Regions from separate parts of the Zea mays genome. Here all the other regions are linked to region 1. Evidence: chromatin contacts called from public Hi-C data. All regions are on one chromosome and are shown on one strand. Each heading gives the region's core, a stretch centred on a gene start, on an enhancer-like site or on the middle of the called end of the contact. The rest is flanking DNA. Distances are from core to core; before and after follow the strand shown. Region 1 holds the start of LOC100384116. Region 2 holds the start of LOC103654165 (putative clathrin assembly protein At5g35200). Region 3 holds the start of LOC103654171 (60S ribosomal protein L39-like). Region 4 holds the start of LOC100304310 (DNA replication licensing factor MCM5).

Region 1 (5,900 bases), core at 2,178-4,677:
GATCGATAGAACAGACGACAAATTCGTACAGTGGGAAGTGAGGCGTCTGTTGCTACTTGGTTTACGAGCCAGAAGCGTCTCTTCACGGAGAGACGGTTCTAAAATTTTTTTTTTGCAAATAACCCTCTTAAACACCTTAAGAGACTCTACATTAAACACCACTGTACATGTCCTTATGGCAGATCGGATGGTACGACGTGAAATCAACCGACCAGATCTTGTCCGTTCGCTTGGCTTGCATGGATGGGTCCATCCAGGTTCACTGTGTCCAAATTCTTTTGAGCACTGGATGCTGCTGACCTGGCTGCTGGTGGTTTCCACGGGCCTCACTGGCGCCGCGCAGCCCCACGGGCCTCACTGTGTCCAAATCCGCTACTTTACAGTCAGCACTCACTCAGCAACGTGGCAATGGCGCCGCGCAGTCACTCACTGCCTCACTGGCCTTCGTCCAGGAGCACTCGGAGGCTGTGAAGCCCCTCGGCCGATATGCTCGGCGCGACCCTGCTGCCCGTACTCCTGCTCGCTCGGCCCCCCTGGGCCCTGGGAGGCGCGTCCCGGTGGAACGCGACCAGCACCGCCGTCAGGTTGTCCCTGGCGCCCCGCCGCAGCGCCTCGTCCACGACCTCCCTGCAGCACAGCCGCGGGTCGTTGTGGTCCTGGAGGCGCCGCCGCGCCAAGTCACACGGCGTTCTGGCTCGAGAAGGAGTCCCACACGCCGTCGCTGCCGATGATCAGGAACTCGTCGTCCTTGCTCAGCGTGACCATCTTCAGCTCCGGCTCCGCGCTCAGGGGCCCTCCCCCTGCCCCTCCCCCTCCTGCCCGGCCCGTCCCTTTCATGACCTCCAGGTGCCAGTCGCCCAGCGCTCTGGTGACGGCCAGCTGGCCGTTTAGGTAGCCGTCGTCCACGTAGCCACCCAGTGACTCCACGCGCTTTCTCTCGTTCATGCAGCAGGGCCTGTGGTCCTTGGACATTTCAATGGCGGTGCCACGCCGCGATAGCACCGCTCTGCAGTCACCGGCATTGGCCACCAGAAGGGACCTAGACGAGATTAAAAAGTCCTAAAGTCGAAACCTGATGACCTTCAAGAACCTTTTAATATATGAATGAATGCGAAGCTGTACGTACCTTCCAAAAATCATTGCTGTAAGTGCCGTCGTTCCAGAACAGAGTCCCTTGTGATGAGAGAATTTCTCTGCAAACTTACTATCAGTCTGCACAAATGACCTCTTCACTACCTTTTCAAGCTCAAGAGGAAAATCAGCATCTTCTACAATGACCCGTGGCAAGTTATCACGGACATAATGGGCTGCGTCTTTGCCGTTATGGCCATCGAACACCTGTGAAATAGGAATCAAAGACTGTAAGAGAACAGAAACATAGGATGTTTCATATTTCTGCACTCTGCAGGTACGAAACTACGGGGAACCTGTGATTTCCTTGTTGAATAATGGATTGGATATTCAAGAGTGAACAGGTAATTACCCCGTAGAAGGAGATGACTTCATCATCCACTGAGTTAGAACCAAAATTCTTCGCCAGATCAGAGATGCACACATGGGCATCTTCCATGTAATCGCGACCTCCAATATCAGACCACTCCCCTGACCGGATGAACGGGACGAAGTTGTTCTCACAAACCCTCTCCATCTGCACATTATCCAAGGAGGATTAGAACCCGGCGGAAAAAAGATAAACCACTCAAACCAAAATATAAGCACTATATAAGATTCGATTGAAGAAACCCTTAAAGCGAACAGGTTATTAGTTCCAAGCAGGCAATGAATAAAAAATCCTACTCCAGCACTCCCACCCTGCTGCCAAGAACTGGAATTCCCTAGACATACTTGTTGCCACCACAGATAGCACGCAGTAGTTAAGTAGTGATACAGCTAGCTGGTTGTTGCTAGCACGCGACGTGGAATCAGAAGTCCGATCTGGTAAAGCTAAGTGACAGGAGGCAAATCATTATTGGACAGGAAAGCTAAGGCTACATGTAACAATTTCTAGAGAGGGGCAAATGATAAAGAAAACACCCAATTGTCCTTCCAGCCAAAAAGGTTATAACATCTCGTATATAAACTTGGCAAAGGAGCAAACAGCTGTGGCAATATGATAGGACATCAGCAACCCCGGCTGTTCGTCTCAGCTGAGCTAATTAGCAGAGCCATGTAAAGCCTACACGTGTACATGCATTCTTGCGCGCCACTCCGTAATCCACTTCCTGTTTATTGCAACGTCCCTAGCAGGTAAAGGAACAAAGCTACCCCATTATAGTCTAAAGGGCACCGCGGGCCACCAGATGACATTATGTTATGTATATCTTAAGAGCTCTAGATAAAAAGTGCTATACAGAACATGGATCACTAGAAGAGTTGCTCGACCTTGTTCTTTGACCCCCTTTTTTTTCCTTCTTGGCCTCTTTGAGGAACAAGCAAAGTACCAACTGAACTTTGCCACCGTCTACTCGTACATGCTTAGAAACATGGCTTAGTGCTGGTAGCATCACTAAGGCCTTAGCAACATGGCTCACTAATTTTTTTTTTTGACATTTGACTCTGACGTTGAACGATTTGTGCTAGAGCATCTCCCCTCTCTTTCACACCTACTGACCTACTCCTACCTACAGTACTGTACTAGTGGGCGAGGGGGGAAAAACGAATTGTACGGGCAGTTGTTTAATTCTACTGGCGCGTCAATAAATGATAGCTAACCTATCCTGGTCCTACATACTACGCTTTACCAGGGAAAAAAATAATAACCAGAGAGGAAGCATTTGCATTTGGACAAGAAAAGGGTGGCCCGGCCGGAAGCAACCAACCAACCACCACCAAGGAGAAAATTCGGTTCCGTCTCCGCAACCGACCGACCTCCCTCCTCGCGGTTGAGCGGCCGACGACGGAACTCCAGGACGGAGGGTCGCCGGCGAGAGCAAAGGCACGAAATTTCACCCCCGGCAAACGAGCAAGCAAGGGAAAAAAAGTCAACGGCATATCACGCACCGCGGCACCGTCGCGCCTGTCGTTCTCGTGGTCTCCGAAGGCGAGCGTCCCTGCTGCGTCGTCTAGCCCCTCCACGCACATGTCCCGGGCGGGGTACGGTGGCGCCGCGCGATCCCGACTACCGAGTGATCCTGTCTCACTCTCTCTCTTTCTCTCTAACGGCCGGCAAAGAAGCGCGAAGGACGAGCTGCGTAAGAAACGCCAAGGACAGTCCTGGACGGGCGGGCGGGCGGGCAAGGGGAGAAGGAAGGAAAAGGGCGGCGATGGAATCCGAGGCGGAGGCGGTGGGGGAGGGCAAGAGAAGATATTTGGGAATATCTCGGATTTGTAACGGGGGCGAGTGATTAAGCGCGATTGCTTGCTGCTGGTCCGCTGGTGCCTGGTGGTGTTGTGAAAGAATCGACGGGGAGGGAGGGAGGAGGGCGAGGGGAACGAACGAAAAGAACACAAGGGAGACGGGGGGGTATTATCCTCTATAGTGTGGAAAATATAACTTAAACATAAAATACGAGTTTAAAGACATTATAGATAGGTAGAAACAATTATAATCTATATCTTATTATTTTACTCGGTGTTAAATCATCTAAGTACGTGTGCAAGTAGCTAGAGTTTTCAGCAAGTAGTATTGGGTTTAGGCTGTTGCTGTTCGTTGGATCGCGCGTGCCAGTGCATGTGTGGGTGAGCCGTACGTTATCCAAAATGTTAGGGTCCTTGGCCACTGGTTGATCGTCGAGCTCAAAGGCGTGTGGTTGTGGATGTGGAGGCGGACATGCGTGCGACGAAGCAGGGCCGCTTCCGGCGGACCACGTGCTTCGTTCATCGGCTCCTCAGCTTGACACGACACGCCAACCGACACACGCACTCACAGTCGCATGATCCGTCTTCTACTGCTTCCATGCATGGCGATCTAAACGTTGGGAAAAAGGGTCCCTCAGTTAACCTCAAACGACCAAACCCGATCCAGTTTTTCATGCTAAAATGTATACTAGCTGCTAGTACGTCGTAAATTTTTGGTCTCTTGGGCTTGTTAGAGGACCTGCTGGAGGCCGTCTTACTAGTTATCACTGGACCGTTTAGGCCAGCCCAGCTTCTACCCTTCGTTGCGGGCCAAATAAGGCCCAGATTCAGGGTGGTTGGAATGGGTGCGAAGGCTTTTTTTTTAGAAAAAAAAACAGACAAGAAACGGGACATGACTGCATTTTCGTGATTGAAATCTGGGCATGGAATGGTCAGTCCACTCGTGGCTCTTGAGGGCGGTAAGGCGTTGGTTGTCCGGTCCATTCGGCTAGGCTAGCTTCCGTCGCTGTCTGTCGGTGTTGTCAGTGGCCTCGTCACCGTCTTTATTTATTTCCTTCAAAGAAACCCATCGTCAGACAGCAGACAAACTGGCTGTTTGGGCATTACTACAAGCACGCATAATCTGGTGCTCGGTAGTCGGTAGAGAGAGAGAGAGAGACGATAGAGGAGGAGGAGAGAGAGAGGGGCAACTTTCAGATGGTTTGTGTTTAGCGTGAAGTACAAGAGTAGAGCGTAGCAGGTATCATCAACCAGCCCCATGGACAAAGGAGCCGAATGGAACGATCATAACACCACGTGTCCTTTCAGAAAGCAAATCATAACATTTATAGCACACCATACCAAATGATGGAAGGGCTTGGGTGCTCCTGGCCGCAATGCAAGCTTGGAATGATAGATCGGTCGATCAGATTAAATATGCTTACCTTTCTTTCGACTGTTTAGCAGGTAATAAAGATGCTGTTTTGGCTGCACAAGGGGTACAGGACTGTTTGCAGGCAGGTAATCTTTTTATTAAAGGGCCGTAGCAACCTTACCGAATTGTTCCGGTGCTCTGAACCGGGAACAAGGAACAGAAACAGATAGATCATCGCAGTTAGTTGCATGGGGACAAATGTCTTATATATATATATTTTAAAAATAACGTTCGGTATGCCCGTGGAGAAATCCGTTTTTCTTATACAGAATTTGTGTATGTACGTTCTTTTAGAGGTTAGCGTGTAATTAAAAAAAATACCGACATATATGGTGTGGCTACTACGTAGCTTGCCCTCTGGCTCTAGCGGTCTAGCCCCCCTTTTGGCCTTTCGCAAGTGGATGCATGGGTGTACATGACATGCATCGTGCTGCCTCAAAAGCTAATGGCAGACGCTTTACATAATGCTCCTTTTTCATTGTAGCTAGTGACATGCGTGCTTCCGAAGAGCAAACCATATGACGGAGTGTATGTAGGGATATGGAAATTGTTGGACACCAAAATGAGCGGACGGTCCGGCCCTGGGGCCCGGACGGTCCGCGTGTCCCGAGATTAGATTAACTCGGATGATTATCTTTATCTCGTGCGTGGTTATCTATCTAATCACGTGGGAGTTTGTTGGCTATCTCTTAGGAAAAGGTCCAGACCTCGTCCCCTATAAATATAAAGGGGTACGGCTGATTGAGGACCCCCGAACACATTCCAATCGAACCAATTACCTTATTTACTTTTCCTGCCCTAGGAGTAGATGTAGCATAGTTCTAGTGGTAGTCTTCTACATATCCACCTCCACCCCTATTCGACTCTACGTCCTCTAGATCCGTCTTGGGTGGCCTGCCGATCCCAAGACGACCCTAAGATCTCACCCCTCCCGGGGGGCAAGATCTAGTTGTCCATCCAAAACCTCTTCCTCGAAATGATCTCTTAATTCCTAGGTGACTCTACGTCGTCTGGAGACGCCCCGAGTGACCTGTCGACCCAGAGCACCTTAAGATCTTTTCCCCCAAGGGGACGAGATCTAGATTCCAGCAAGAAGGAGGAAGACGACATTGTCGCCAGGTCGCGGACCGTCCGGCCCTAGGGCGCAGACTGTCCGGCCGTCAGGCAGGGAACCCTAGCCTCGCGCCAG
Region 2 (5,900 bases), core at 1,110-3,609, 250 kb before region 1:
TCCAAATGGAAATAACAATGGGGAGCTATGTTTCATCAGATTATCTTCTTTCTTCTTTAGGTAAATCCCATCCAGTAGATTTGAAGCGGGGCATAACAATCAACAGGACTGCTCATACATTAACATCAGCGAAAATCGATGTAGACCTACCGCCCAATTGCGTGTCTTTGAAAGACGTCTACCAAGGGCGCGGATGCAGTAGGCGACATCTGCCCGAGGCCTTCCGGGTGAAAGATGGTAAAAGATATCTGCGGACCAGGAATGTGTGAGCAGAGAGGCATGGTGGAAATTCACTAAGACAGAAGTCCATGATTGACCATCTCACCTCTCACGTATTTCTCCTTTGTTGGATTCTCGACATGGTTTGTGGCCTTCACAATAGCAATGTCCAGCTCCTGTGACAAGGACAGAATAGCAAGGAAAGAACAGTTCGTAACTTCGTATACATGACTCATGCAACAACGAGAGGTCCTGAAAAAGAGCTTTGAATTTGAGGCTGGCGATCATCAGTACCTTGTAATCGCTGTTTACTTTTGCTATGCTGACTGTTGTGGTGTCCTTAAGAGCCCCCATGTATTTCCTGATGCCCGTGCCACCTCCCGCCATTCTCCTTCACCTGCTGGGTTGCTAGCAGCTGGGCTGATTCAGATGCAAAACAAGAACCAAGAGTGAATACTGTAACTACAAATCCGCCTCGTCAAAAAAAAAGGAACACCTCAATCCAAAAAAAAACATGGGAGAAGTAGAAAACGAAATTGATTACATCTAACACCGAGAGAGAAAAGGACAAGGAAAAGGCAGAAATTTCATCGAGAATTCGAGACCGAGAAAGAGAAAGCGGGCGATTCGTCTGATAAAACCAAAGCCAAACTCACCAAAACCACAGCTTTCAACCACAGCTTTGAATAATTTTGAACACGAGAGAGAGAAAATGAGACACCGAAATATCGGCACCAACGTACGTACGCTTCGGAACAGATAAACGGTCTCCAACAGAAGAAATGCTAAAAAACGAAAGGGAACACAGTTCGAAACCTGATCAGTTGGTGGATTACCAACCGAAGAAACAAACGGTGTTGGAGCTGGTGCGAGCTGTCTAATTTTCTTCAGGTGACCACTGGTAGTTTTCTGGATGACCAGATTTTGACAACAACAAAAAAACGCGCACAAATACCAGTAGCAGTCGCACACAAAGAATGCGACTTGCGACTTGTCAGACACGGTGAGAAATTGAACGGCCAACCCCAGCCTATAGGCAACGAGGCCCAACTTTTTCTAGAACTAGAACGGGCCAGATTATGAGCAACAGAACAGAACGCCAAAGGAATGAATCGGGGAAGACAGCAACGCCGCGCACGACCAGCTGGAAGCAAAAGAAGAGGGGGAAAAAAAAGATCGAATGTTACAGAGCAGCGGGCGATCACCGTAAAATCGACCACTCCCCTTCCGAAAGGATCGGATGAAATGAAACGGAGCCGCCATGGAACGAAGGAAGCGAACGGACCTGGCGGGGCGCAGAGAGAAAGGCCCCGGGTTGAGCCGAGGAGATCGCCGGCGTAACGTAACTGCGGCGCAGGGGAGTCCGGATGCCGGAAGCAGGGGGCAGACGTCTGCCGGCAGGTCGCAGTGGCGGCGTCCTCCCTAGTCCCTACTGGTGTGGAGGGAGTCTGGAGTCTGGACAGGACGGAAGGGCTAGGAAGGAAGGAAGGAGGCGTGTGAAACGGAACGGGGGCTGGCGCCTTGCTTGCGGAGGGAAGGCGAAGCAGGAGCAGCTGGACCTGGACGCGGTCACTGCCGCTGCCGCGTGGTGGGTGACATTAGCACACGTGTTCCCGTGCGTCGGCCAGCCCTGCCTCTGACCAACGGACTCCCCTTCGAGTTGGACTTGTTTTTAGCTCGGCGGCGTAGGAGTAGGAGGTAGGCTTCCCATTGCTTTTCATTCTCATCATGGATGTGTTCTGTGTTGTCTGCTTTGCTTCCTTCTGCTTCTATCACTTGATCGATCTGGAGTTCTTGCGCTCAGATCCAATGAGCAGGCAGGCAGGCACGATCCCGACTGCAACAACAAGTATGGGCGTGTTCGGCTGGCTGCAAGCCGACACTGTTGCAGCTGTTTGGATTGCTGCAGCTGCAATCCATAGAGAGAAAAATACTGTAGAAGCCGCAGCCGCAGCCGGATTGTAGCCGCAGCAAGCCGCAGCGAACAAGATGGCGCTTGAGGTGGCTAGTTTGGTCGGTTAACATAGCTTTATGGTTGACTAGTTAGATGAGCATGCTACGGTTTCTATACCGATCATATAGGTATGCTTACTATGATTTAGTATAGAATTAATAAAGTTGACGATCAGCCTGCGATTTCACGCTCTTTTTGCATACGCAAGCCTTGCAATATTTGCCATATTGGCACGCTCCCTTTTTCATGAATACCAGAAGGCGTTTATTTGCAAGTTGACATACTTGTATTAGATTTGTTTATTATTAATCGGTACGTCGTCGTCGGAACAGGAGTTTCCTAGAATCATACTGGTGCGTTGCAATGAATAATGATGATGATGATGATGTCTTGATAAATATGGTTTTATTATATCTGTAGCCACTTACGTAAATTAAATTTAAAGGAAATAAAAATAAATTCATTTATAATAAATATATATCTTTAGAAATGCACGGATGGTAAGCTTCATGGTCTTTCATGCAGTGAAGGTAAACTGCACCGCCGGATGATAAGATGCAGATGGTAGGTGAGCTATGCGAAGATGATGATGTGAATCGGGACATGGTAGACGATATGACGTTCCGAGTTTTTTATATGTCGAGGTTTTGTTTGTTCAAGGCTAATTTGTTTTCTATCCCATGGCTTTCAAGATATAAGATTTTAACTAAGTTTTGATAAAAGTGTAAAATAAAAATCCAAAATTGTAGCTAGATATAATATCAAGAGCTTGGCCTGCGTTAAATGGAGAATGAAAAACAGATTCGAAATATGGTGTATTTTTCTATAAACTTAGTTAGGATTAGATAAGTTACAGTAAAAAAATGACCGAATTCATTAACATAAACGATACTTTTGTAATAAATTGAGAAGTACCACTAGTATATATATACGTTTGTTATACATTCAACGCAACGCAAGGCAGTCGCGTGATGGAGCACGCAGCCAGTTGCAGCTGCACGGTCCCATCCAACCTGCATGCCAAAGTTTGGTGGCGTCAAAGTCAAAACTCATGGCAAGAAGAGTATTGTCTTCTGTGTGCAAAAGCAAGTACATTACGGACGGAAAATACTAGTCAGTTATCACCGCAAAATAGAAAATGCCAAACAAGAGAAAATTGTCGTCCTTGTCATACCAGTAACGAATTACGACTCAAATTACACATCTGTATAATCATGTTTCGCATAACAAAGTGAGCTAAAAAAATTTGCTTACAAAATAATGCCAGGGGAAAGGACTTTTTTCCCCAGCATATGTTTTTTTTTTCTTATCTTGCCTACAAAATTGCTAATGGTGTTTGTGTACAGCCTAAAACACATGGTGTTGCTTGCGCTCTGGAGAACCAATAAACACGTGAGCAACACGTGAACAAGAATCATCCGCTATCACTATCAAGATTGAGAAGGGTAAAGAATTGGCGATGCCAAACTTGAATCATGATCTCTTCACAACTGCCACTGCGAAGTGAGGGTGGTGTGTAAACTCAAACGAGACCCTCAGAGACGGATCGCCAGCTCCAACTTGGCTGATAATATTTAGGGCTATCCTGTTGTGCTCAGCCACCTGCTCTATCCGACGGACCTCAGCGAGTTTTTCTGGTTCACTTGCAAAGCTGCCCCGTAGTGAGGGCACTATCTTCTGAATTTCCTTGAAGAAGTTGTACTTCACCAAATCCTGTGACAAAAAGAGAGATCAAGGCTTAGTAAAACTAAGCAGATGACAGAAATGAGAAGGGTTTCAGCAGGGAACACTCACCGACATGCCTGCCCGGGAAGATGATTCCTTGAAACTGTAGAAGGAAATGTGCTCAGGGACTCGAGCTTTCAGAAGAAGATCAAAGTGCTGCATGAATCTCTGGGAAGAGTGATTGAGACTATGTCAGAACCGTTTAAGCCATATTTAAAAGGGCAGTTAGAAGCCACAACAAATCCAATCACACCTCTTGTTCAGTGTTGAAGATACTTGGTAATTGGAATGACCTACTTTCGTTTCTGAGGACAGCTAGCATCTGCATTAGCAATAAGAGGGTTATTGTTCAGTTTCTGCATTAGCAATAAGATGGTTATTGTTCAGTTTCTGCATTAGCAGTAATGTAGTGATTGCTCAATTGCGTAGACGATAGTTGTACAAATGTATGCTTTGCAACAATATGATTTCCAGATGTATGCTGCACGGACATGATTTCCGGATGACTGTATTTTTCCGTACGTACCATCGAGAGTCCCTCTGATAGCAAAAGATAGCATTGAGGCAATAAACAAGACGACGAAAATGCCATATCCCGAGCTGAATCCTTCAAATGATCCTTCTTCTTTTTCCCCTTTCTTCGTGCTGAACATTTGACAATGCGTGTTAAGTTAAACAAAAAAAATACTAAAACGAAGACATCATGCATTAGTGAAAATGGTATGTCACCCATAAAAATGGTGCAAGAGACAAAATCAAATGTTTTACAATATATAGACAACCAAATACCCGCTACAACCTGTTTCTACATGTCATGTAATTTCAGGGGAAAAGGCTCCTGTCATAAATCAGAGAGATCGGATGGCAAAAGTATGTGTTTACGGTTTCTGAGTCATCAGATCTCAGCTAACGCCCTCTGATGTCTGTCAGAAGAGCGTTTTTTCAGTTTCAGGTATTGTTCTACTTTATTTGCCATTCAGCTGTAATTTGACACAAATCAACCATGCAGCATATGGGACCACCATTTTTAAACAAGCCATATATTATCCACTCTGCTTTATTTTAACGCATATTTGGAATAGAACTGGATTGCCATATTTTGTAAACTGTATGTTCTCCATTTTGTAATTCTTACAATTCATTTTTTTCCTTTAGTTTTTCTCTTTCCACAACTCCTATCTCTTTACAACCAAATTTCAAAACACGGTCAACATAAAAGCAACAGCACGTCTGATAGATATTAGTATGCAAGTTAGCTTGAATGCTATGTGGTCATTTTTATAATAGCAACAACCAAGCTAGGTTTAGAATTCCATAAGTCCCTCATCTTATTAGACTAGCAACCATGTTCTCGAAACTCGAAAGGGAAAGGAACGTGGAGCAATACTTATTATGTGTTTGTACTATGGGAACATAAATGTCCCCAGAACAAGGAACATGACCATGTTTTGGGCAACTAAGATAGTCAGTCTATTACATGTCTAGTATGAGAGCTGGATAATTCACATGTGACATTAAAACTTACAGGTTTCACTACTGGCCAGAACTCGTAACTGCATCTTTTCTATTAGCTTTGTGAGCACCACATACATGTACCAGTACACCATACTGTATTCGCCCGGAGAATATAGGTCAAGTTCAAAACCCAATGTGAGAAACCGAAAAGCAACCCAGTATGCATGTTCCTGAGTCCAAATAAGAAGTTGCTTTGATACTCTCATGCACATATTCTGCACACCAAACAAAGCACGTTGAACCATGACAAGTATATGAAAGTCATACTACCTCCGTTCTCGAATATTTGTCGTCCGCTAGTTCATTTTTGAACTAAGCTGCGACAAATAAAAAAGATTGGAGGGAGTATTTATCTCATAAAGCACATTAAATCAGAGATACCTCATTCTGCAAGACATTTCTAGTTTCACCAAACTCTCTTTTCAGTGCAAGCTCCAACTGCCACATGTATAAGCACAAAACGTTACAAGTGCAAAAGACAACACAT
Region 3 (5,900 bases), core at 1,673-4,172, 230 kb after region 1:
CCTTTTCAGATACATGTGCATTTCCTTTGAAACCAATTCTGGTACTCTAGCACACTTCATGGTGTCACCAAACCCACTGGCAATATGCTGCTTGAACCTTTTGATTCCGGAAGGAACAATCTTCGAACAGAAAATACACTGAGCAAAATCTTTTTTGTTGTGTCTCGCCACCACCCAAACTTCCATCCTGGGTCCTGTTACCTTGCCTTTCTTTTTGGGTCAGTTGCTTGTGCACTAAGCTCAGGAGGGAGTGCTGCAATAGCCTTTTCAGCAAAACTTTTTGAGTCTGCGGCAGCTGATAATGCCGAAGCAGGGTCTGTGCTATCAACATTTGAGGTCACCGGAGGAACAGAATCACTTGCAGTTGCATTGCCATTGCCAACCACATTGGACCCGGGGAATAAGACCTCAACATCAGCACCTCTTCGTCCACCAGCAGCATGAAACTCTGAACATGTCAACAAATAGAGGTCAAGTCACTACTAGGCACTAGATATGTGCCATTGCTGGACTGATGGAAACTGGTAAGAATAAGATCATTGGTGCTGCTGGACTGCTGTGATAAACTGGTCGCTGCTATGAAGCTAAGAACTATTGAAGGCAATAGAATATAAAAGTATAGAACACTAGATGAGCAGGGCCAGGGCAGACTGCAAACAAATGGGTATTGTTGCACAGAATGCAAAACTGCAAACAAGGGGGAAGGAGGGGAGCAGGGATGACCTTCGGATGACGAGCTCATCTTGTGTGTCATCTCATCTTGTGCCTTGTAGATGAGCAGGGGGCAGGGATGACCTTCAAGCATGAGCTGCATGCCGACGCTGGTGGACGATGGAGAGCCCTGGAGGCTGGAGCAGCCGACGCCGACAGAGCCACAGAGGACAGAAAGTTTAGGAGAGACGAGAGGGGCGCAGGCACAGGGGAGGCTTTAGAGTTTAGGGGCGCAAACAGATTTATACAGATTTATGCAGCTACTTGACCAAAAAACGGTGAAGCCCAATAGCACATCTAGCCCGCTGCACACTGGTCGACCAGAGATGGCTAATCGAACGACTAATCAGACAATTTGGACGCCTAATCAATGATTAGGACGACCAGAAAAATAAATGACGTCGTCCCCCTGGTCGGACACTTACAGGCGACCAGCCCGACGAATCGCAATTAAATTTGTAAATAGAGGCGTTGGGGCATCCTCAGCGTTCACTGGAAATGCCAGTAAACACGTCCGAAACTATACAAACCAAAAAAAAGCAAAAACAATAAGTTAGTTGCAACGTTTAACATCCTTGAATTTCACAAGCAAAGAAAAAAAAGACAAGAATGAACAAAATAGCGCCAGCACCAGATCAACACCACGAGAACAGCGCACGACAATTACTCTGTAAAACGCAATTCAAAACCTGACAGTATAACACAAGGTTTCGACAAAATCATGTAGCTAAGCTAATAAAAAAGACGGGCATGTTAGCTTGGCTTTAATCCGTATCTACTGTTCTATTTCTTTTGTGTTTGTCTCTATAGATTGCATGCTTAATGAGAAGTTAACAGCCCCCACAGATGACATATACAGAGTAAAAGCGAGTGCAACCAAGAAGCCTGACATCATACACCGACCATACAGATTAGTAAAAATGATCATCTCATCATCGCAACTGGCAACGCGGAAAAGGTTTCTAAAACAATATAGTGATCGATCATTGATAATAGAAATAACAGGTAATCCTATCCTACATCCTGAGATGTAGTGGCCCTGACCCCTGAGCAACACACGCAACGGCACAGACTAATGAGACAACAGTTCATTGCCTGCCCCATTTTTTGCGTCCGTCAGCCACGATGCCCCTGAACCTGAAATTCTTCTCTTCCCTGTTTCCGGGCACTGATGCCAGATGTTGGAAGATTTCAACGTCCTCTCAACCATAGAAGAGGATCATCTAAATACCAATAGGTTACCAACTTACCATCATGTACATAACCACTAGGTTTATCCTTCCAAGAACCACACAGATCTACTACAACATATGACTGAGTCAAGCAATGAGCTCATTACCAAACACAGGCATTCACTATTCATATACACAGAGCTCGTTAACCATCTACAAGTCAAACAATGTTAAAACCAACAATGCATGCACCACTGCAGACAAAAACTTACATGGGGCACCTGCGCTGACAATTTATTCTATGAAGGTATATGAATGGCTTATGTATTCATTTCATTCCAGCGTAGTCAAAGAGAGACACCACAATCCATGCATCGGAACTGACCCAGTGATCAAATCTAGGACTCAATCACTGCAACACTACACATAAAGTAAGGTAACAGAGGTTCTTTAATTTAGCATCGCAATGCAGCATGGAATCCTGAGTACAGCATAGTAGCATCAATCCTCTTAGCGTCATCAAAATCTTAACAAAAGCTTTCTGGAACTGTTTGCTAGCTTACAGAAACACAAGAGACATCGATAAAACCAAAGGAAAGGTAGAGACCCTAGAATTCCGACGCAGGAGCCGGCCGATCCGCGCGCTCAGAAGCCGAGCTTGGTGCGGCGCCAGTGCCTGCGCTTGGCGTTGTACCTGAAACAGCACAGTACGCAGCCGCTGGGTCAGCAACAGCCGGATCCAGATCACACGAGCGGGAGTTTAGTGAGGTCGAGGCCGTCACCTGATGGTGTTGTCCGTGCGCATGCGGATCCAGTAGGGGATGGGGCGGTTCTGGCGCATCTTCTTCGCCAGCTTCTTCTTGATCCGGAAGGTCTTGTGCGACGGCTGCGCGAACAGAGGAGCAGACCGGCAACCATGTCAGAGAAACAATGGGACCAAGGCGGCACAGTGCAACACCATGGAAAAGGCGGCAGTTACCATCGCTGCGGCGGAGACGACGAAGCGGCGGCGGCGGCGGCGCGAAAACCCTAGAAGCCTGAAGGCATGAAATGGCGGATAGTGAGGATTATATAGTGGAAGCGAGAGGCGCGGTGTTTGGGTTGGGCATGCTTGCCTCATGGGCTGGACCCCCGTGGGCCGAAGCTGGCCTGTTCCTGGGCAACGTAATAGGCCTTGTATTGCATAGAGCCCATTAGTTTGATGTAAGGGCAAACATATCTTGTGCTTTGGATAGTAGAAGATATTCTTATGATAACAGGCGCGACAGGGACGGATCCAGCGGTGGGGCGGGCGGGGCTCGAGCCCCCCCTACCGCTTCGGATCCCATGGAGCCTCACTATAGCCTCCTATAATCTAAAATATATACAATATAGTGTAAAATAAGTTTTTATACTACAGCAATTTAGTCCAGTCCCTCCTAAAGTTTTTTCTGGCTCCGTCCCTCGGCGCGTATATGGTGATTTTCTATTGAGCACCGAATCTACCAGCCAACAAGTACGACGATCTGGCCTTATGGCTCAAACAATTCGCTCCTCAGTCCGTGTGTCAACCTGGATAGTATAGGATTAGATTAGGTCGGGCTGAAGTCCTTATTCTTCACGGGATTATTCTAATAACTCACGAGGAACTGTTGGGTTTTTTTTAGGAACGGGTCCAGACTCCCTACATATACAAAGGGGTACGATCGATTAAATCAACCAACAATCGATCTATAAAGTAGTTTTTTACTTTTTTTTTCTTATGCATTAGATCTAGAAGTTGTTGTAGCCATAGTTTAACTATAGTTGTAGTTTCTAATCTTAATCTTTATCTTGCTTCGGCTCTATGTCATTTTTAATCTTCACCGTCCCACACCTCATGCTGGAATGTCTGTTGTGACCGGAATATGAAAGTCATATCGGAAGCCATATGACCACCGATTTGACACCATCCCATACCCGTAAGAGACTAGAATATTGGATTTCCAAAAGTTTTCTAGTGAGTGTGGGTAAAATCACACACAATCGCACATGCCAATTTCTAGCATAACTAGAAGAATTGGACCATAGAGAAGCTTTCTGTTTTCGCATATTTTCTTTGCCCCTTAGTAGTAACGCTTTTGCATGGCATATTGTCTTGCCTCCCAACTATATTAGCTCTTGGGGTGATTTAGAACATAATATATATGAGCATTTTCTCTCTCTAGGAATATGAGTTAGAATTAGTTGACTTAGCATCACTTTGGCATGAAAGAGATGAACCAGTTAGTGATTATGTTTAGAGATTTCGAGATATTAGAAACCGATATTTTCAGATCCATGTTACAGATAAACAATAGGGCAGGCTTTTAATGGATTGTGCTCGTACTTAAAAGGAAAATTAGACGACGACTAGTTCTTCTCGCTAATTCAAGTGCATCTTACATGATCTTACATGAGGAAAGAAGAAGATGTGAAGTGGCCAGTGCAAAAGGCCTCACACATCTGGCTGAACCCTTGGTAGAGCCTTAGGAAGATTTGAGTAGTTTGATTTTTTGATCCCCTTATGGATCTATATTTGTATGCCTGTTTCTGGCCTCCGTAAGGAGGACTGTAAACCTTTTGTTTTGTTTTGTTTTTCTATTTCTATGCTTAATATATAATGGAGCGCAGTTCTCCTGTGCGTTCGAGAAAAAAAAGACTTGTGAATTTCGTAGTAAAGAACCATCTAAAACATCTCTTCATAACAAGCACATGGTAGGATGCGATTAAAGTACCTCAGATGATGAGTCTAATGATACATATGCCACTGAACTTGTTCAGCCAGCTAAGGTCAAAACCTCCAACATGATTATCGATTCAAAAGAATTAGCAAGAATAAGTTAGATTTACTTTTAGTTTTGTCAAGTGCGATAAAACAATCGGTGAACCATTAAAGATTGACAATGTTAAAATAACTCGTACCATTTAATCTCTAGATAAATTAAAGAGAGAGATGCTTATTGTAAGTGGCAGAAATTCTTTTTCTTGTGCCACTAACTATTACAGTGATTTCTGTCGACAGGTGCAATCCGATATAAATAAAAGTCTGTAGAGCTTTCAAGAGATGCAACGATATAAAATCTGATTCCTATATGTACTGGATTTCGTTTGCAATGCACTTCACAAAAGGTACATATGGACAAAATAGCTTAGAACTGTGAGAGTACTACGTAGCTGTGGTAGTAGGAGACAGATATTCACCACTCACCAGGCATCCTACCATTGGGTCGTCAAGCTAAGATCAGGATTTTAATTAACTTTTGGTGCACGATTCCATTCCCATCGATCGGTTTGTTGGCGCCAGCCCTTTCTGCCAATTTGGCAGTTAAATAACAACCGTCATGGCATAGATCCTCCGTGCTACAAAGGCTCCAAGTCGTAGCCGCAATTCCCGGGGCCGTCCAAGTCCAGATCTCTCTGTCTCGCCAGCATACGGCTACGCAACAACCAAAGCCGGTCACGCACGGCTCGACACTAAACAACAAGAAGGAAACAGAAACGTCCCTCTCAAGCACAGCCCCAGACATCTCTCTCTCTCCGACCCAATCCAGCCCCCAAAGAGAGCAAGCAAACCGCGTCGTGGAGACTGGAGACTGAAGACCCCCGGCCGGATGAGCTAGATGCATGCATCAGGCAGGCACAGAGAAAGCTGCACCTGATGATGCAGGGTGCCAGGATCCTACGGGACATGGTCGGCATCCTACACACGAACGTCGCCGTCACGGACATGCAGCTTATTATCCCGTGGCCGCCACATGGGGGTTCCGGACGCTGTCCCGCGCGCGCGCTCTCGCCGGTCGTCGTCGCCGCCGGAAGTCCAGCCGTTCGGACACCACAGAGCCGCTGGACGATGCCGACGACGACCACCACCACCACCAGGCGGGATGGAGCTCCTCCGTTGATGAACCGACCGGGATTCGGCGAATACGTACCGACATGCATGCCACACATGCGTACGTGGCAGCAGCGCTAGCGGCTTCGTCGTCCGCTGAGCATTTCGCAGGAGTGATCCCCATG
Region 4 (5,900 bases), core at 2,067-4,566, 140 kb after region 1:
TAATTTTGTCTATACCATGTATGTTTGTATTGCTATGACTAGCGCGAGCTTTCGAGGATCTGAAGAATCACCCTGGTAACTGGAATCTCAAGTGCCAGGCAAGTTGTGCCCTTGATCACTTCTTTTATCCACTCATGTTCTAATTAATCATAATGATCTGCATAGGTTAATTTTGATGGGACCCAATAGGTTACCCTAGTTTGATTATCTTTATACCTTGTTACCACTAAACTTTTTGGGTAGTACTTGCTAGTGCTTTATGTGGTGTTGGGTATGAAGATACATTACTCATGATTATACTTTTGTTATCCGTTGTTATTTATCGTTCATGATAAGATCATTATGTTAATTGGAACATGGAGCGACCACCCGGGAAAACAGTGCTACCACAAGGGTTTAATGGGACGCCCTTGGCTGATTAATTAGGAAAGCTAGTGGAAGACTACCTTACCCGAAAGGGGCAAGGGCAGTAGGGGAGTGGTCAGTGTAGGGAGGCCCTCGGGAGGATTTTGCTGCGATGGCGGTCCTGCAAGGGATTCCTGCATTGGAGCTTCCTATAAACTGTAGCGGGTTTTCTGAAGCTAGTGGAACTTTGTAAAGGCCTCGTAGTGTTACCCTGCCTCGCCTCCTCGGTAGAGGTGTATGGGAAGTCGCGATCCCTTGGCAGATGGGTAACATGACTTGTGGGTAAAGATGCGCAACCTCTGCAGAGTGTAAAACTGGTATACTAGCCGTGCTCACGGTCATGAGCAGCTCGGACCCTCACATGATTAATCTATGGAACTTAAATTCAATTTGTCATATGCATTGCATCGCAGGTGAGGTTGTTACTTTTACTTCTTAATTGGGTTGGTATTTACTTATACTTAGTAACTGCTAATAAAATTTTGACCAACTTTAAAAGCAATGCTCAGCTCTAACCATCCTTTTTGGTAAGCCTTACACTTCACGTGAGCTCCCACCTTTGGCGAGTTCATGCACATTATTCCCCACAACTTGCTGAGCGATGAACGTATGTGAGCTCACTCTTGCTGTCTCACACCCCCCACAGGTCAAGAACAGGTACCACAGGATGAGGCGCGTGGAGGATGCTGCGATGTGTTCGTGAGAGGTCTAGGTCGTCGTCTCCCAGTCAACTTTGGGTTGCTGGATCGTTTCCTCATATGATGTAATTATTTAATTATTTTTGTACAGAACTCCTGTTATATAGTAAAGATGTGACATTCGATCCTGTGCCACTATGCATCATATGTGTGAGGCTTGGTCCCAGCACACCTGGTGTTTATGTTCGCACCCGGGTTTTGGACCCCTAAAATCCGGGTGTGACAGCATGTGTGTCGCTCGTTGGGGTAGATAGAAGACTTATTGAAGGCAGAGGCAGCAAGTCCTTCGTCATCGGAGTCGGATGAAGAGCAATCTGAGTCCCATTTCTTGCCAATGTGTGCCTCCCCCTTCTTTCTATAGAACTTCTTCCCATTCTTCCCTTTCTTGTCTTGGTCCTGGTAATTCTCATTATTGGGACATTGAGCAATAAAATGAGCGAACTTACCACGCTTGAAGCATGAACGCTTTTCCTTTATTTGTTCTTGTTAGGGTTGTCCTTGCATCCCTTCAAGGTGGTCTTGAAGCGCTTGATTAGGAGCGCCATCTCGTCGGGAAGCGCCTCTTAGTTGGCCATTGCTTTAAGTGCAACAGGTTAAGGCTCGTAGTGAGTAAGAGGTCTGTTGGCGATGTCGTCGATGTACTTTGCTTCCTTTACCATCATGCGCTCGCTCACAAACTTACCAAAAATTTATTCGGGCGATATTTTGGTAAACCTAAGGTTTTCACGAATAAGATTTACAAGATGAGGATCAATAACAACAAATGATCTTACCATGAAGCGCACGACGTCATGGCCCGTCCATCTTGTACTCCTGAGGCTTCGGATCTTGTTCACCAGGGTCTTAAGCCTGTCGTACATGTCAGTTGGCTCCACACCCCTCTTCGTGGCAAACCTCCCCATCTCACCTTCAACCAACTCCTTAGTGATCACTGTGGCGTCGTTTCCCTCTTGAGAGATTTTGAGGGTGTCCCATATCTCCTTGGCATTGTCCAAGGCATTAACTTTGTTATATTCTTCCCTATATAAAGATGCTAAAAGCACAGTAGTGGCCTGAGCATTTTTATGAATTTGCTCATGAATATAAATAGCATTATCACTACTATCAAAATGCATGCATTCCGTTTTCTACTACTTTTCAAATGCTCAGATGAAGAGAAAATATGTAACACACATTTATAATTCCAAAAAAGAATAATCTTTTCCATCAAAGTGAGGTGGCTTACCATGATGAATAGATAATAAATGATCATTTGAGTTGTACGTAATGCGGGAATAATCAAAAGAGTAGTTTTGTTTAACCGTCTTTTTTCTTGAAAGAAGAGTCGTCGTCCACCTCCTTTGGTGAAGATGAAGAAACATCACTGTCGTAGTACACTATAAACTTTATGCGCTTCTTTTTCTTGATGTCCTTCTTAGTATTGCCGAACCTGGAGTCGACAGTCTATGCTTCCTAGCCGTCGAGGAGGATCTCTTTCTGGTCCGTCACTTTTCCCTTGCCTTCTGAATCAATCTCTTCGAACGGTAACTTAAGTCGATCAGTCAGCAATGGCGACTACTATTTCGTGTGGTTGGGGGAAGTCGCCATATATTGTTGCTGTGTTCTTCCCGTGGTTGTGGGGGATGCGTGGCTCGACCTTGTGGTCGAGGCGTTCCTTTGCCTGGTCGCTGAAGATAGCTTCGGCCGTCTCTTTGTCAAATGCGTGGTAGCTGGCGATCACCGTCAGTTTGATGATGGTCTTGGGCCTGCTATAGACCAGCTTGTGCATTACGCTCTGTTTGCAATGCCATAGATGAACGACATGAGTACATGGCGATCGGAGTCGATGACAAGTGCATATGTTTGATAGTATATGTTATATAGATTGAATTTATTATCGTTTTCACCGCAAGTGCATATGTTTGCTACACTATTCCTATTTTTTTAACGAAGCCTGCATTTTGTTAGCGACTTATTAGCAGGTAATAAAGGTTCAAGCTTATATAGAAGCCCCCCCACAATCTCGAAGCCAGCCTGTCCACCCCAGCCCACCCCAGCCCATGAATAACAGGCCTATTTTCGAAGACCCCCCTTACTCCGCCAACCGCTCAGGCTCAACCCTAGCTCCCGGCAGCAACGACCAGCTCCCCTCCTCCCGCCAAAGGTTCCGCCGTTTTCCCGCCAAATCCCTCCTCTGACCTCTATTACGCCCTTCCCACCACACTTGACCCATCGCCGTCATCCCAGTCCACGCCCACGCCCACGCCCACGCCCACGCCGACCCACCCGCATCCCTCCCTCGCCTCCACCGCAGCGATGTCGGGCTGGGACGAGGGCGCCGTGTTCTACAGCGACCAGGCGCAGTTCCCCCGCGGCGGCCCCGGCGGCGACCCAGCCGCCGACCTCACCCGCCACTCCGCCCTTCGCAAGTTCAAGGAGTTCCTCCGCGGTTTCACCGGCCCCACCGGCGACTTCCCTTACCGGTACGACTCCCATCACTCTGCTTAGATATGACGCGTCCACCGCGAAACAGAGCTGATCCCTGTGTTCAATTGGTTCAGCGAGAGCCTAGTACACAACCGCGACCATGTCACCGTCGCCACTGAGGACCTCGACGCCTTCGATGCCGAGCTCTCTGACAAGATCCGCAAGTCGCCTGCCGATTATCTTCCTTTGGTGCGTTGGTTTCTCAGAGTTTTCGTTATCCGTCTGTGCTGTGGATTTCGTACTTGACTCTCGTACATGGGCCTATGTAGTTCGAGACGGCTGCGTCCGAGGTTCTCGCAAGCCTCCGTTCGAAAGTCGCCGGCGAGACCGGGGAGATGGAGGAGCCAGTCCCAGGAGATGTCCAGATCTTTCTCTCCTCCAAGGAGAACTGCCTGTCCATGAGATCTGTCGGGGTCAGTATTCAGTAGCGAAGAAATTCTAAAAAGGGATTTCGGTGTTTGAGTGTATTTTAGAGAATTCATTTCGGTGTCGCTGTTTGAAATTTCAGGCGGATTACATGTCGAAGCTGGTTAAGATTGCGGGAATCACAATTGCTGCATCGAGAGTAAAAGCCAAAGCCACTCATGTAACTCTTATATGCAAGAATTGCCGGAGTGTGAGGACAGTGCCTTGCAGGCCAGGCCTCGGCGGGGCTATCGTTCCACGTTCGTGTGACCATGTTCCTCAGGTATATTCCTCAGCAATCTGCTCAACTGTCAGCAACATACTCGAACCCACCCAAAAGAACAATTTTAATTATTCATTCACCTGACCTGAAACCCAAGCTATTATGTTCAATACAAAGACTGTAAAGATTGTTTTTACATCAGCAGTCTACTCCAAAATAATCTTGCATACAACAGTAAAGAACATTTGAACAGACTTGTTGTTCCTTATCGTTAAATGGTTTCCAATAGTTATGTGTATGATTGTTTATCATTAGCCTGGAGAAGAGCCATGCCCCCTGGATCCTTGGATTGCTGTCCCGGATAAGAGCAAGTATGTGGATCTCCAGACCCTCAAATTGCAAGAAAATCCTGAGGTTAGTTGCTATTTATCCTTGATGCAAGTTGCCGACTCAAAGCAATCATACATTTCAGGGCTTTGCTCGTGTCTTGTTGTAAATATGACAGAATGATCTCTTTTTGGCCAGGATGTTCCAACAGGTGAGCTTCCAAGGAATATGCTGCTTTCTGTAGATAGACACCTAGTTCAGACTATCGTTCCAGGGACCAGATTAACTGTCGTTGGCATCTACAGCGTGTACCAAGCTTCCACAACGTATGATTAATCTAAAAACTATTTCGTTTCTTGTTAATCTGAACTTGGCCAAGCACATGATTAATAATGCCATTGAAGAACATTTTGCAGCCAGAAGGGTGCAGTTGGTGTTAAACAGCCTTACATTAGAGTTGTGGGTTTGGAGCAATCTCGAGACAATAACTCAAACGGTCCCTCAAATTTTACTCTCGATGAGGTGGTTTATTTTTCAAGGTTTGTAGGAAATAAGGGAGATACATTTTATCTGTAAGGCTGATTTTTCTTGCTGCTTTGTAGGAAATGGAATTCAAAGAATTTGCACAGAGGCCAGATGCATATGCCAAGCTCTGCTCAATGATTGGTCCTTCAATTTATGGTCATTCTGATGTCAAGAAAGCTATTGCATGCTTGTTATTTGGGGGGTCTAAGAAGGTATGCATTCTTATCAAGCCCCTATATGTTTTGTAGAAAAAAATGCTCCTCCATTTGCCCTAATTATGTCCTTATTCTTCGAACTACTCTCACTGCAGAGGCTACCTGATGGTGTACGTTTGAGAGGGGACATTCATGTCTTGCTTCTGGGTGACCCATCCACAGCAAAATCACAGGCAAGTATTGTTTGGCGTTATCATAGCATTCAGTTTGATGGAAAAATAATGTGCCAATAAGACTTATGTCATATAACTTGTGCATTGGGATCATGTGAATTGTACTGTAAGTCAGTTTGAGTATTTTGACACTATTGTACAACAATCATTTTTTTCTATTTAAAACCAAGGTCTCTGGTTCAGTGGCACTAATGCGTGTTTCAACAGTTCCTCAAATTTGTAGAGAAGACTGCCCCTATTGCAGTCTATACATCTGGCAAAGGTTCATCTGCAGCTGGTCTTACAGCATCTGTAACTCGGGATAGTAGCTCGGTAGGTTGATTTCACTGAATTGTTTGTTGTTTACTTAGGTTTAGTTTTTTAAGGCTGTAACCATTTCTTTTTCTCTACAGCGCGAGTTTTATTTGGAAGGAGGAGCCATGGTTTTGGCTGATGGTGGAGTAGTTTGTATCGATGAATTTGA

What was found. A called contact is a pair of places that touch in the nucleus more often than the background predicts.
Region 2: a contact with region 1 is called in a Hi-C map of ear, with 1.8 times the contacts expected there. The contact joins the promoter of LOC103654165 here to the promoter of LOC100384116 in region 1. A contact is called at or near these places in 3 of 25 Hi-C or Micro-C datasets (ear and leaf).
Region 3: a contact with region 1 is called in a Hi-C map of ear, with 2.2 times the contacts expected there. The contact joins the promoter of LOC103654171 here to the promoter of LOC100384116 in region 1. A contact is called at or near these places in 3 of 25 Hi-C or Micro-C datasets (bundle sheath, ear and tassel).
Region 4: a Hi-C map of ear shows a contact between it and region 1, with 2.9 times the contacts expected there. The contact joins the promoter of LOC100304310 here to the promoter of LOC100384116 in region 1. A contact is called at or near these places in 5 of 25 Hi-C or Micro-C datasets (bundle sheath, ear, endosperm and 2 more).

What each region holds. Positions count from the first base shown.
Region 1 is chr4:178,637,934-178,643,833 of Zm-B73-REFERENCE-NAM-5.0, forward strand. LOC100384116 reads right to left here and starts at 3,428. Exons shown (of 4, transcript NM_001323077.1): 1 at 3,001-3,428; 2 at 1,484-1,648; 3 at 1,127-1,338; 4 at 107-1,039. The coding sequence starts at 3,081. The coding sequence ends at 679.
Region 2 is chr4:178,384,053-178,389,952 of Zm-B73-REFERENCE-NAM-5.0, forward strand. LOC103654165 (putative clathrin assembly protein At5g35200) reads right to left here and starts at 2,360. Exons shown (of 17, transcript XM_020552730.3): 1 at 1,505-2,360; 2 at 1,036-1,363; 3 at 514-639; 4 at 326-395; 5 at 151-248. The coding sequence starts at 606. LOC103654166 reads right to left here. Exons shown (of 16, transcript XM_008680989.3): 11 at 5,795-5,851; 12 at 5,424-5,628; 13 at 4,425-4,543; 14 at 4,152-4,220; 15 at 3,968-4,066; 16 at 3,320-3,886. The coding sequence ends at 3,647.
Region 3 is chr4:178,869,907-178,875,806 of Zm-B73-REFERENCE-NAM-5.0, forward strand. LOC103654171 (60S ribosomal protein L39-like) reads right to left here and starts at 2,923. Exons shown (of 3, transcript NM_001377485.1): 1 at 2,863-2,923; 2 at 2,666-2,769; 3 at 2,311-2,577. The coding sequence starts at 2,865. The coding sequence ends at 2,529.
Region 4 is chr4:178,778,092-178,783,991 of Zm-B73-REFERENCE-NAM-5.0, forward strand. It overlaps LOC100304310 (DNA replication licensing factor MCM5), which reads left to right and starts at 3,317. Exons shown (of 19, transcript NM_001318397.1): 1 at 3,317-3,565; 2 at 3,644-3,758; 3 at 3,839-3,982; 4 at 4,078-4,257; 5 at 4,513-4,611; 6 at 4,723-4,850; 7 at 4,941-5,046; 8 at 5,127-5,261; 9 at 5,360-5,437; 10 at 5,645-5,749; 11 at 5,830-5,900. The coding sequence starts at 3,399.